Linked DNA regions of Danio rerio: region 1 is linked to region 2. The links are chromatin contacts, called in public Hi-C maps. All regions are on one chromosome and are shown on one strand. Each heading gives the region's core, a stretch centred on a gene start, on an enhancer-like site or on the middle of the called end of the contact. The rest is flanking DNA. Distances are from core to core; before and after follow the strand shown. Region 1 holds the start of aox6 (aldehyde oxidase 6). Region 2 holds the start of s100b (S100 calcium binding protein, beta (neural)).

Region 1 (6,085 bases), core at 2,058-4,557, 200 kb after region 2:
TTTTAAACAAGTTTAGGGTGAGTAAATGATGACAGAATTTTCAGTTTTGGCTGAATTATTAATTTTATTTACAACGCTAATAGTACGACGAACAATAAAATGATTTCTGGTTTGTATGGAAATTATTTTTATAGATGCTAATCAGATATTTGTTTGAAAATATTTCACTTTTTTGATTATAGGCCTTTTTTCAAACCATTGTCAATTGACTTCATTGTTATCTGCTGCTCTAAACATTAAAACAGTTTTGTCATGCTATCCTTCTAGTTAGATACGCTACGTTCACATCAACTAAACAACAAATATGGCAATCAACTAAACTAAATGTAACTAAACTTTATTTGATTAAAACGAGCAGTTCTCTATGGTAGAACGCTAAAGCTGAGAGGTAGTAAAAGCAAAGTTGCTGAAGTGAGCCATTAGCCATGATTGTCAAGAAATCGAAGACTCTTGCTCATGTCGAGCGAGAGTAACATTCCATCACCATGATTAGCAATGTGTAACCTTGAGTTTAGCTTAACCTTTAGGATGTTCTCTCAAATGCTGCAGTACTGCACTAAAACTATTCATTAACCTGATTTAGTCTGATAAAACAGAAATGACACACAAAAAATAAGAGAAAATTCTCAGTTTTTCTGGATTCATTAGGTATGCGTTTGAGTAAAACATTACTTGCCAAAAAATTTAATGCAAGTAGTATACTATTATTTATTTTACTTCTCAAAGTATGAGTAGTCTACCAATTTGTTTTAATTTTTGAAATAAACAAAATGTCATTTAGAGCATAGGATATTTTTCCCAAGTTAATTAGCATATTATACACATTTCTGAAGGATCACGTGACACTCGAGACAAGTAAAGATGCTGAAATGTACCTAAAAGTTATATACAATAATATTAAATAATAAAATGTTTCTGTTTGCAGTATCACTCAATAGAAGTGTTAACATGAGCGACATCTAGTGGTCAAACTACTTACGACTAATGTAATTCATTTAACACCTTTTTTATGTGTGTGTTTAAGCAGTCCAGTTTGTTTTTGTCAGAGTGGTCTCTTGCGTGTAAGTGCACATGTGCCTGTTTTGCTGGCCGATATGTGTGTTAGCGTGTTAGCTAATCCTAAAGCGCCTGTGGGTAGAGATTTCTGACAGTGTAGAGTATTAACTTGCTGTAATCTCTGTTGGGCTTCCCTGATCACACCTCACAGGGGGGGCACAGCAGGGGCCCTGTGTGTTTTTTTCCCTTTTTTTCAGACACAGATAGTGGGCAAACACAATCTATTGACACGGTTTCAGCTCTTAGAGGCTCATTAATGTTTTAAGAGGTTGACTCAAAAACCAAAAATGTGGAGTCTTGTAATGGACAAATGAAAACTATGATGTATTGATATACAATTATAGTTATTTAGCCTACATATTTTCAAGACATTTAAACGTTTTCAAACAGGTACTGATCAACTAAAATGAGCAGTCATAAGCCAGATGTGTACAAATCAAGTCCTGGAGGGCCGGTATCCTGAAAAGTTTAGTTCCAACCCCAATCAGACACACCTGGGCTAGCTAATCAAGCTCTTACTAGGCTTGAAACATCCTGGCATGTGTGTTGAGGCAAGTTGGATCTAAAATCTGCAGGACTCTGATCCAGGACCAATTTTGACACCCCTGTCATAAACTTAAAAAAAATGTGGTCTTCTAATAGAAAAATGGATATTGACATGGTTTTTGAATAAATATACTGCTGAGAATGTTTTCAATCTGTTTACTGATCAACTAAAAATGTGAAAGTGAACACTGAGATAAAATATTTTTGATTGTGGAAGATAAAAAGTTACCTGTTCAGCCGGATTTGGTAGTTTATTGCTTCTAGCGCCATCTTTTGGATAGACACATCCATTACATAACAACAAAATGTTGATGTTATTCAACAGTTAATTTGAAAGCCTCTTGCGCCATCTGCTGGTCAGTACACCAAATACGCCAATAGCCTACAGCGTCCTGGATAGTTTTTTTTGCCAAAATTCTTTTTGTGTGAATGCCGAGGAAACGGTAGTACATTTGTTTTGGTCATGTTATTACATTCAGGAGTTTTGAAATAATAGATTTCTTTGTTAAGGTGAAGATTGTTTCAGAATTTTCTATACAAATGAAAAATTTGAGATATTTTAACTCAGACCCCAAGAAAGAATTTTTTTTTTTTTTTTATCAGTTTAATTATCTTCTTAGGTAAATTTTACCATCAGAAATGCAAATTCACAAATAGTAAACCTGCCTTTGTGATCTTCATTAAGGATATTGAGAATTATATAAAGTTGATTTCTGGATCCTCTATAAAAACTGTTAAATTATGCTCTTCTTTTAAGTTCTTAATATAAATAACTTGAATTAACCCTTTTTATTTGCAAACAAATCTTTAATGTTTTTTGTTTTGTTTCTCTCTTTTCTTTATTTTTTAATGTTTTCATTGTCTCACTTGTCAATGTCGACAGTCATTTTGTTTTATGTACTGTTATGTATGTATGTTCTTGGTTTCAGCAATAAAAAAGTTAATTTTTATGCCAAACTAAAAAAAGCGTCAAAATCCAGCGACAGAGAAATGTAAAACTGAAATTTCACGGTGGACGATGGATTTTGTAATGGAATGTCAGTAAATCCCAACAACACGCAGTGGGAATTTCCAGATAGAAATTGTTTATTTTTTTATTGGAATTCGTTGTTAAATGTAGAAATTATTTAATGGAGAAAAAAAAATCTAGATGAACTTTTTTTTCTTTTCTTTTTTTTTTTTTTACAGATAATTACATTTGCAACAAAAAATTAAACATTTAAATGTTTAATTTCATAAATTTTGTAATAACGATTGAAACAAAACAAAGTAAATAAATTAACAAAAATAAACGATAGTAACGTAATCATACTTTGTTAAAGGTTATCATAAACCGTTGTAATTAGTTTAACAACGTCAGCGCTGAGAAAAGTAACAATTAACATGTGGCAACACAAATTTCTTGTTGTTTGACAGTTTAGACCGTAAAATGCATACTTAAGCCTTATACTAGCGTCAAACGACCAAAATACACATTGTGAAGTTTCAGGAAGTGAGTAATTATTTCATATCCTCACATTTTATCAATTTACAACCAACTTCGAGTCGGCTAAGCTCCGCCTTGGTAAACTTTCTTGTCTTTTTCAAGTTCGCACTTTGCATATAAAGCTGATTTCACTGGTGCTGGACATCTCAAGAGGAGCCAAGTCTGCAGATTTGCTTCATTTTGTAGCACATAACAATTCGTTGTACATAAACTGCAAAAATGGCTGAACAAACCAGGAACGATGGCTTGATATTCTATGTCAACGGCAAAAAGGTGAGTTTTGTGCATATTATCCACTTCTTTGTAGCCTATCATTAACGTTAGTCATGTGTTTATTGTAAATTTTTGTGACGTTTTATGGTCCTGTTCGATCCTTAATGTTATTCATGAAGTATGACAGAAACATGATCTGAATAATAACAATGAAAGCAATTTGAATAGAGATAGCAATGTTTAAGGGCGCTTGAAACAATCTGCATAATGTAAATGTAATCTGCATATGTTTCTGCTTGTTGTTGACAGATAGTGGAGAAGAACCCAGATCCTGAGACTATGCTTCTGCCCTATTTGAGGAAAAAATGTATATTTTACATTATGCATATGCAAATACTACTACTATTACTACTAGATACTACTAAATATCATAATTATTAGCATTTGTTTTACTGCTGTTATACATTCTTGATATTCATATTCTATCCATCTATCTACAGTTGAAGTCAGAATTATTAGCCCCTCTGAATTATTAGACCCCCAGTTTATTTTTTCCCCATTTTCTGTTTAACGAGAGAAGATTTTTTTTCAACACATTTCTAAACATAATAGTTTTAACAACTAATTTCCAGTAACTAATTTATTTTATCTTTAACATGATGACAGTGAATAATATTTTACTAGATATTTTTCAAGACAATTCTATACAGCTTAAAGTGACATTTAAAGGCTTAACTAAGTTAATTAGGTTAACTAGGCAAGTTAAGGTAATTAGTCAAGTTATTGTATAATGATTGTTTGTTCTGTAGACTATCGAAAAAAAATCTATCTATTCTAATAATGATGATAATAACACTAGCAATATCATATTTTATTAAATAGTCATTTTGTTTGCTTAAACTTGAACATGTCTTAATAATACACAACAAAATATACTCAGAAAGGCACCTCTAACTCCACAAATGTATTAAAAATAATATTAAAATACTTTAAAAGTATTAATAACAAAATAACAAAATTTGTGCTGAATTGTAAACAATAAGAAATCGTTTTGTGTCAATATAGTCCACAAATTGTTCTGAGGCAACTTTAAACAGATTTCGCACACATTTGTCTGTCTATGATGATGTTTATTTATATAAATCCATTATTATTAAACCATTATATATTTATATATATATATATATATATATTTTTTTTTTTTAATGGTTATTAAAATTGTGATGAAATGATGCCTATTACTAAACAAGCGCTAAGCAATATTTATATAAACCTAAAAGAATTGCTTTTGACCTCAATGTTGAACTAAGTCCCAAAACACACTTGCAGCCAATCAGCAGTAAGTTATGGGCGTGTTTGTTTTGGTGCATTCAAATAGCATCGTTTGGCAAAATTCACTTACTGCACCATTGATAACCAAGATTTGTGTGTGTCTGTGTGTTTGTACGATTGTATATGCATGTTTTTGTATGTAGTGCGTTTGACTGGCACTAAATACAGCTGTGGTGGAGGAGGATGTGGAGCTTGTACCATCATGGTGTCCAGATATGACCCTCAGACTAAGAGCATCAGGTATTACAGTCTTCATTTTACTCCATTTGCTCTATACTTCCGTATGTGTGTGTGTGTATATATGTGTGTATATGTATGTATATATATATATATATATATATATAATATATATATATAATATGAATGTCTGTGACATGAAATATAATGGCAGATATTTTTGCTTTTGCAAATCAAGATTCAGCCTCAACTTTAATTTTAGTGGGACGATTGGCCTTCTAATATATGTGTATTCTGCATATAAATTAGTTACACAAATCTCTTCACCGAATGCATGTTAGAAGCATTTTTTTTCTCTGTTTAGTCATTTGTCAGTGAACGGGTGTCTGTTTCCCATCTGCCATCTTCACGGAGCCGCAGTGACAACTGTTGAAGGCATCGGAAACACCAAAACCAAATTACACCCGGTCCAGGTATCCTTCACTGTATAATCCACATCCAGATTATAGGATCCAGATTATAATATTCTAGATAACCTTAAATCCAGATTATGATATTAAATGAGTTTGAGTCTAGTTTTATAAGATGGATTACATTCAGTCTAGATTATGGTATTAATTTAGAGCCGGTTTAATTATAAACCGTTGTAGCTGGATTTTGACCCATGGTTGTATTTAGGTCACTTAATTATTCCTCTATTTTATTACCTATTATTTTGCTAATGCAGTTTTTTAAACTATTAGTTAGTTACATCATGCAATGTTATCCAAAAATAGAATAATTAAAATGATTAAAACAATAAAATAATATTTGTAATATAACACAGCAGTGCACACATGTACTTAATTTAATTATAATACTATTTATCAATTAGAAAAGCCTAATAGAAATTGCTTTGGATTATTAATGTTAATAAAGTAATTAATAATTATCATTTCAAATGTTTAATATAATATTATGTAATAAACAGCATAATGCTTTTAAAGAATATAATATTACATGTAATATAACTAATAAACATTCACACAGACTTTCAATGATGGTGTAATAATAATAATAATCTTTCATTTAAAGTACTTGCTTAACATTTTTATATATGTATATATTATTGTATAGTGTATATATTATTATTAATATTGCTATTATGTTTCGTTGTTTATTATCATTAATAAAAACATAATAGTTAAATTATTTCTACGCAATGTCTTTATTATGTTTTTAATGAAAATATTTAGGTTTATACGTTCAAAAATATAATAATAATAATAATAATAA
Region 2 (6,507 bases), core at 313-2,812:
CTACCTTGTACAGAAACATTAATTGTAGGTCATTTTTCAATAAAGGAATATTTCACCCACAAATTAAGGGTTAGAGTTTCTTTCCTCTATTAAACACAAAAGTATTTTGAAGAAAACTGTAAAGTCGTAACCATTGATTTCCATAGTAGGAAAAGCAAATTCTGTGGAAGTCAATGGTTACAGGTTTTCAGCATTCTTCACGATGTCTTCTTTTGTGTTCATCAGAATAAAGAGTCTCATAAAAGGTCTGGAACAACTTGAGGGTGAGTAAATAGAGAGTAAATTATTTTTTGGGGGGGTGAAATATCCCTTTAAGTATAGATGTGTGTACTTTTTTCTGTTGTAAACTGTCAATATGTAATATTTTGACACCCATTTTTCTTCTATTTACACAATTTTTAAAAAGTGTACAGTGAAAAATATCTTTACCTTAATAAAAGTTGAAAAATCAAGCATGAGTGGATATTCAAAGGGACACATCACCCAAAAATGTCAATTTAACTCGCGTGGTTCTAAACTTTTATGAGTTTTTGTCTTCTGTTGAACACTATAAGTTAGTTTGAAGAGTAGTTTGGCAAATTAAAGAATAGTTTGACAACTTAAAAAATAGTTTGACAGCTTGAAGAATAGTTTGACAGCTTGACAGTAGTCTGAAACTTAAAGATAATTTGAAAAATGTTGGAATATTGCCATTAACATCGATAGTAGGAACAAAACATACTATGAAAGTCAATAGCATTTTTCTCCCAACATTCTTCGGTATATCTTTTTATATATATAAAAAAAATAAAAAACACAACCATTAAATCTACATAACTTGAACATTATCAGTTCATTATTGTCATTACGTGATTTTCTTTCCATAAATTTTACAATTTGACACCAGTAATTTGTTACCTTCTGGTCGACTTTGTAAAGAAACATTAATTCCAGAGTTGTTCATTAGGCATGATCATAATAAATTAGTATAAATTTTACACTTTTTAACACAATAACTAGCAAACAAAGATTTTTTTACACAGTTCTGACAATCACTTTATTATAAAACACATATTCCCAAGTTTTCGAATCAAAAACAAAAAAAATTACCTCAGTGAGAGTTGGAAACTCATGCGTGAGCAGCTCCTTGAGTTCACTCTTTTTTAATTTGTACTTGTCTCCTTCTTTCGACGAGTATTTGTGGAAGACTTCAATGATGGTTCCCAGGCAGTTCTCTAAGTCTGACATCTTAATGTGCTGCAGCGACGCTCAACGTTTCCTGGAATAATTACTAAAAATGTGAAAAATGCTTGATAGCAATTTCAAGCTGTTTAACTTTTTCCCTCAAATGTCTGCAAACAAGTTTAAGTGTCGGAGCAATTTTATAGACCATTAAGTTTCGTTCTGTCTTTCACTTTTGCAAACACATTTCTAGTCATTATGTAGTTTTTTTTTTTTTTTTTTTTGCAATTTCATCCTCAGTTTGGAAAAGCTTGGAGCAAAATAAGCTTTAAAAACATTGGAATGATAAATAAAAACGTACTAGACTTACCAGCAGAGAGTTTGTCAGAAAGAGGCGATTCTGCAGAGGGAGATGAGAGTCCATTTATAGGTCTGAAAAGGAGGAGCTTGGAGATTTGAGATTCTGTGCTGTCAATCACTGGATCTGACCAATCAGCTTCTTAACTTGTTCTCACTCCACTAGACACACATTTAAAGTCCAGAACAAAGGGGTGAATATATTCACACACACACACACACTCATAGTGTTACACTTGCGACTTCTGCTATAACATGCATAAACTTTTACTGTAATAATTAATTAGTTTTATGCCATTTTAGCTTAATATTAGAATTTATATTAAGTGTATTTATTGTTTTATCAGTATTTTATTGTCCTTTCATGATTTTCATTTCAAAGTAATCATTTAAAGTAGCCAATTCTGTGCACAAAGGCTGCATTTATTTGATGGAAAACACAGTAATAATTGTGAAATAATATTACAATTAAAAAAAAACTGTTTCCTTATTGATTGTAGTTGTAAATTAGATTTATTCCTGTGATTCAAAGCTGACTTTCCATCATCATTACTTGTCTTTAGTGTCACATGATCCTTTGGAAATATGATATAATATGATGATTTGCTGTTCTGTTATGATCAGCTATTGGTACACAATCACTAATAAGGATTTCGTACAATTATTAGTGATGAATTTTCTTGTCTTCATGTATTGTAGAAAATGTGATATATTTTACATATGGGGATACTTCGATAAAAAAATAAAGTTCTAAATAATAATTCTTAGCACACATAAAATGTTAACAAATCTTACTGTTTCCAAACAGGTTTATTCCAACACAATCTCATGGCAATTCATAACTTTTTGATTTTTGAATCTAATTTGTACAATTTCATATGATTTGCTCATCGCACAATGAAGGTTGGGTTTAGGGGTTGGGTGCCACGCCTCCTTTTTAAAATCACACAATTTCGTATTACTGAACTCGTACGAATCCGTTTGAATTAGCCACTAAACTCACAAAACCTAAAATACTTACGTTTTCTCGTGAGATCAGGCTGTTTATTCTTTTATTTAATGTTTTATTCAGTCCTTTCAGTCTGTTCTCAATACATAAATTTTTTTTCAGGCCATAAGCAAGCTATACGAGTTTATATGCAAAAACAGAACTCAGTTTTTATTCATTTTTTTGTTGCAAAGGTTTTTGCAAATGGATTCTTCAAATGTTTAGTTGTTTTCCTTTTCTATTTTAACAATTTAATTCTTTAATAGTAAAAAGCTTTGTTTTATGATTAATGTGTTTAGCAGCTTGTTGTTTTTCAGTTTTATAAATATCGTATTAAGTGTTCTTATTGTTTGAACAACCCTTTTTTGATGATTCATTGTCCTTTAATTGTGTTTTCCAAATAAAATCATTTTATCTAAACATAAAGTTTGTCTTGTCCTCTCACTTTAGGTTATAAGTAAATATAAAGAGTTAATTTGCCAAAAAAAAAAAAAACAGATACCTCTGTTTTTATTAATTTTCAAAAATCATCTTTTATATTTATGAAAAATACTTTTCTATTTTTGCTAATGAACTTTTTATATTTTAATGTACTCTTCATAAACTCTTCATATACTTTTATATATTTTTCCCTTTCTATTCTGATATGCAAAACATAACTTTTTGTAGAGTCGAAAAATGTGTTTCTGTATAATAAGTTCAATTTAATGATCAGTTTATTGTTGTTTTTCAATTTCAGAAGCTTAAGCCTTGTATTGTGATGTTTCGAAGTAATCCTCTTTTCTATACCGTAATCTGGTTTTATGGCCATAAGCATGTATATGTTGTTTTTTTTTTTTTATCTCTTTCTGTTCTGCTTTTGATCTTTCCCGAAGTTCTGTTGCCCATAATCGCACACAAGTGTTTTGTTGTCAAGCGTCTCGGTGGACGACAATGGTGTGTTTGAGAGGAAGTGAGTGGTGTGGCATATTAATCAGACGATCCTTTTCTGTTATGGAATTGGCCAGACGTGTGTCCTAAACACCAGCGGACTGTTAAACAGCTCTGACACTGAGACAAACACTGACTCACACACTACTCTGAATGATGTTCTCTACATTTTCAGGGAGTTTTAGCTTACACTGTAAAAAATAAATTCCACACAATCGATTTGTGTAGGGAAAACATTAAGGAATGAAGTTAACTTATTACTTCATTTATAATTACCTTATTTATAAGTGAAGTGAACATAAAACAATTAAGTTGCCCAGAAAAAAATCAAGAATTGTGTTGTTTCAGCTCTTTTTATTTAAGTAGTTTGAACAAACGTCATTTTTGAGTGTGTATAATCTTCTTTAAAATACATATTTCAGTTAATACTACTACTTATAATAATAAATCACAATAATAATAATGAAAGTGTGATTTTTTTATGTAAAATATATTACTATAGCTATTAATAATATGCAATTGCTTATTTATTATTGTTTCTATACAATGTATGTTTATTGACTGAATAAATAATAATAATGAATATTATAGTAATTGCTTTTTAAGTTTATTATTAATTATGATATCAAATATATTATGTATGTGTTGCTATATATTGTACATAAATAAGGCAATATAATCATTGACCGTTTGAATTTTATTAAAGGCTACTAATAATATTAATACAGACAATTGGCACGAGTTGGCACGAGACACGAGGCCGCAGGCCGAGTGCCATAGTGCCCCCACCAGTGCCGATATACAGCCATATCGCACTGCTACTTGTGTGATATTGCGTTTATACAACAGTTTGACAGCATAATTAAGTATATAAAAACAAAATCAAACATGGAGAGTCTCAAAAACCCTGTTGTATGAGGAACTACTGTACTTTCTTCCGCCTTGGATTCAAATCATAAGCTGACAGTTAAACAGCTGAGCAAACATCTTTTAACCTTTAGATCTGTAGTGTCTGCTTTTTGCTGGCTGTATGTGGGCGGAGTAATACACAAAGGGTAAAGAGGCTGTACGGGTGCTGATATTACTTAAATATATCACGGCTATCAGCCAATCAGATTGAAGAACCAGACAAAACTGTTGTATAACTATATATATATATATATATATATATATATATATATATATATATATATATATATATATATATATATATATATATATATATATATATATTACATGTAATGATTTTATTTCCAATTTTTATTGAATTATATTTTCAGTATTTAATATTATTGTATTATGATGTTTTATATAGTTGCACTGTTTACATCTATTTCTCTATAATTGTCCCATAATGAGTGAAATCTGCTGTCATGAACTCCATTATAAAATAGAGGAGGCTCAAAGGAATGCGGTCACGGGGCGCTACGATCCTCCATCCCACTTTTTTTCCTGGCGTTCGCCGGACGCTTGCCGGTTGTCGGACAGTCGTTTTTTTCCGCCATAATAAATGTGTCTTTGTGGCCTGATCCACGCAGCACAAGCAAACTGTTGTTGATGGCAAACACTGCGTCTAGTGTGGGTCTGCTGTCCTGACGGCCTCTCTCTGGGGTCAGATGCATTTACCAGCCGTCAACAGATCAATAATCCATCTCTCAATCCGTCTCTATATGTGCCGAGTGCAGATCTGTTCATTACAGTGAGTGTCTGTTCAATCATCAGCACCGTTGTGTTGTCTGACCGTGATTAATCAATCATCTTCAGCTATACAGTGTGTGTTTGTTTGTTTGGTTCTTGCTGACTGGCAAATGTCCCCAAAACAAAATGAATTAAATATAAATTTAAATTAAATTGATCCAAATTGAACATACAGAAAGTATAAGTTAAATAAGTTATTCAAATAATATATATGATGGCATAATATGAGTTATGTTTGTGTTGTTGTTTGTTTGCCTGGCAAATGTCCCCAAACTGTTGAATCAAATGTAGATAAGTTAAATATTAAATTAATAATAAAAATTCTAAGTAATATGAGACACTTTAATAGTTAAACTTAATTCCTTCCTATATTAAATACATTTTAAGTATATACTTAAAGCTTAAAAACTTGGTAAATATCCTTAATTTATGATCCCTATTATTAAATAAAAATTTCAATTAAATAAAATTTATAATTATAAAAATAATACAATTAAATAGAATGTAATTTAAAAATAACATTAAAATTAATTATTTAAAATTAAATGCAAATAAATAAAATAACAAAATATAAAATAATTAATTAATAATAAGTGGCCAGTTAAAAATTCCTGTAATGTTAAAAAAAAAACATTAAATGTAATTTTTTAAAATACTTTTATTGTAATATTTATTTTGAAATTAATAATATATAAAGCATGTTTAACTTGATGTATACACTATTTCATTTAATATTAATTTAAAGTAAATTTTATCAAATTAAAAGTAATAAGTAATAATTTAAATGATAAAAAATAAAACAGTTTAATTAAGCTATTCATTGTTTAATTTTAATGAATTAAATAATAACAGTAATAATAATATTTAGAATTATTCCTATAAACATAATTAAATTTGACAAATGAAAATTCTATTACATTGAATTATTATATTATATTAATATATTATATTATATTTATAATTTGAATTTATTATTATATAATAAGTTTTGATATAAACCCTACATAATTAAATATAATATTATAATATAGTTCCTCATAATCATCATTATTATTATTTATAGTATTTGTAGTAGTTGTGGTGGTGGTGGTGGTAATATTACCACCATGACAAAAAAATCAAATGTGTTTGTTGTTTGTGTTTGTCGTAGTCTGGCTGTGAATAATCGCTTCTGTAAAATCGAGTGAATAAATGAGCTTTTGTGGCCTCTGGATTCTGGGCTCCAGCCACGCTCAGCATCACATGCTCTCATTGACTACTGTTGAACCTACTACTGATATCTGTAGACAACATGCCATTGCTCACTACAAAAATCTTTACTGCAAAATATACATTTTTGTTTTAGTATTTGAAGAGTGTATAGGAAGATTATG

The links. A called contact is a pair of places that touch in the nucleus more often than the background predicts.
Region 1: a Hi-C map of hematopoietic stem cells shows a contact between it and region 2, with 3 times the contacts expected there. The contact joins the promoter of aox6 here to the promoter of s100b in region 2. A contact is called at or near these places in 9 of 18 Hi-C or Micro-C datasets (caudal fin, embryo, hematopoietic stem cells and 2 more) and 1 of 4 datasets of contacts at active chromatin or transcription factors (caudal fin).

Annotation. Positions count from the first base shown.
Region 1 is chr22:13,748,333-13,754,417 of GRCz12tu, forward strand. aox6 (aldehyde oxidase 6) reads left to right here and starts at 3,308. Exons shown (of 35, transcript NM_001278817.1): 1 at 3,308-3,361; 2 at 3,611-3,668; 3 at 4,777-4,873; 4 at 5,175-5,283. The coding sequence starts at 3,308.
Region 2 is chr22:13,549,168-13,555,674 of GRCz12tu, forward strand. It overlaps s100b (S100 calcium binding protein, beta (neural)), which reads right to left and starts at 1,563. Exons shown (of 3, transcript NM_001002552.2): 1 at 1,532-1,563; 2 at 1,090-1,258. The coding sequence starts at 1,227. All of the region lies in intron 2 of LOC141380094 (a long non-coding RNA gene), which reads right to left.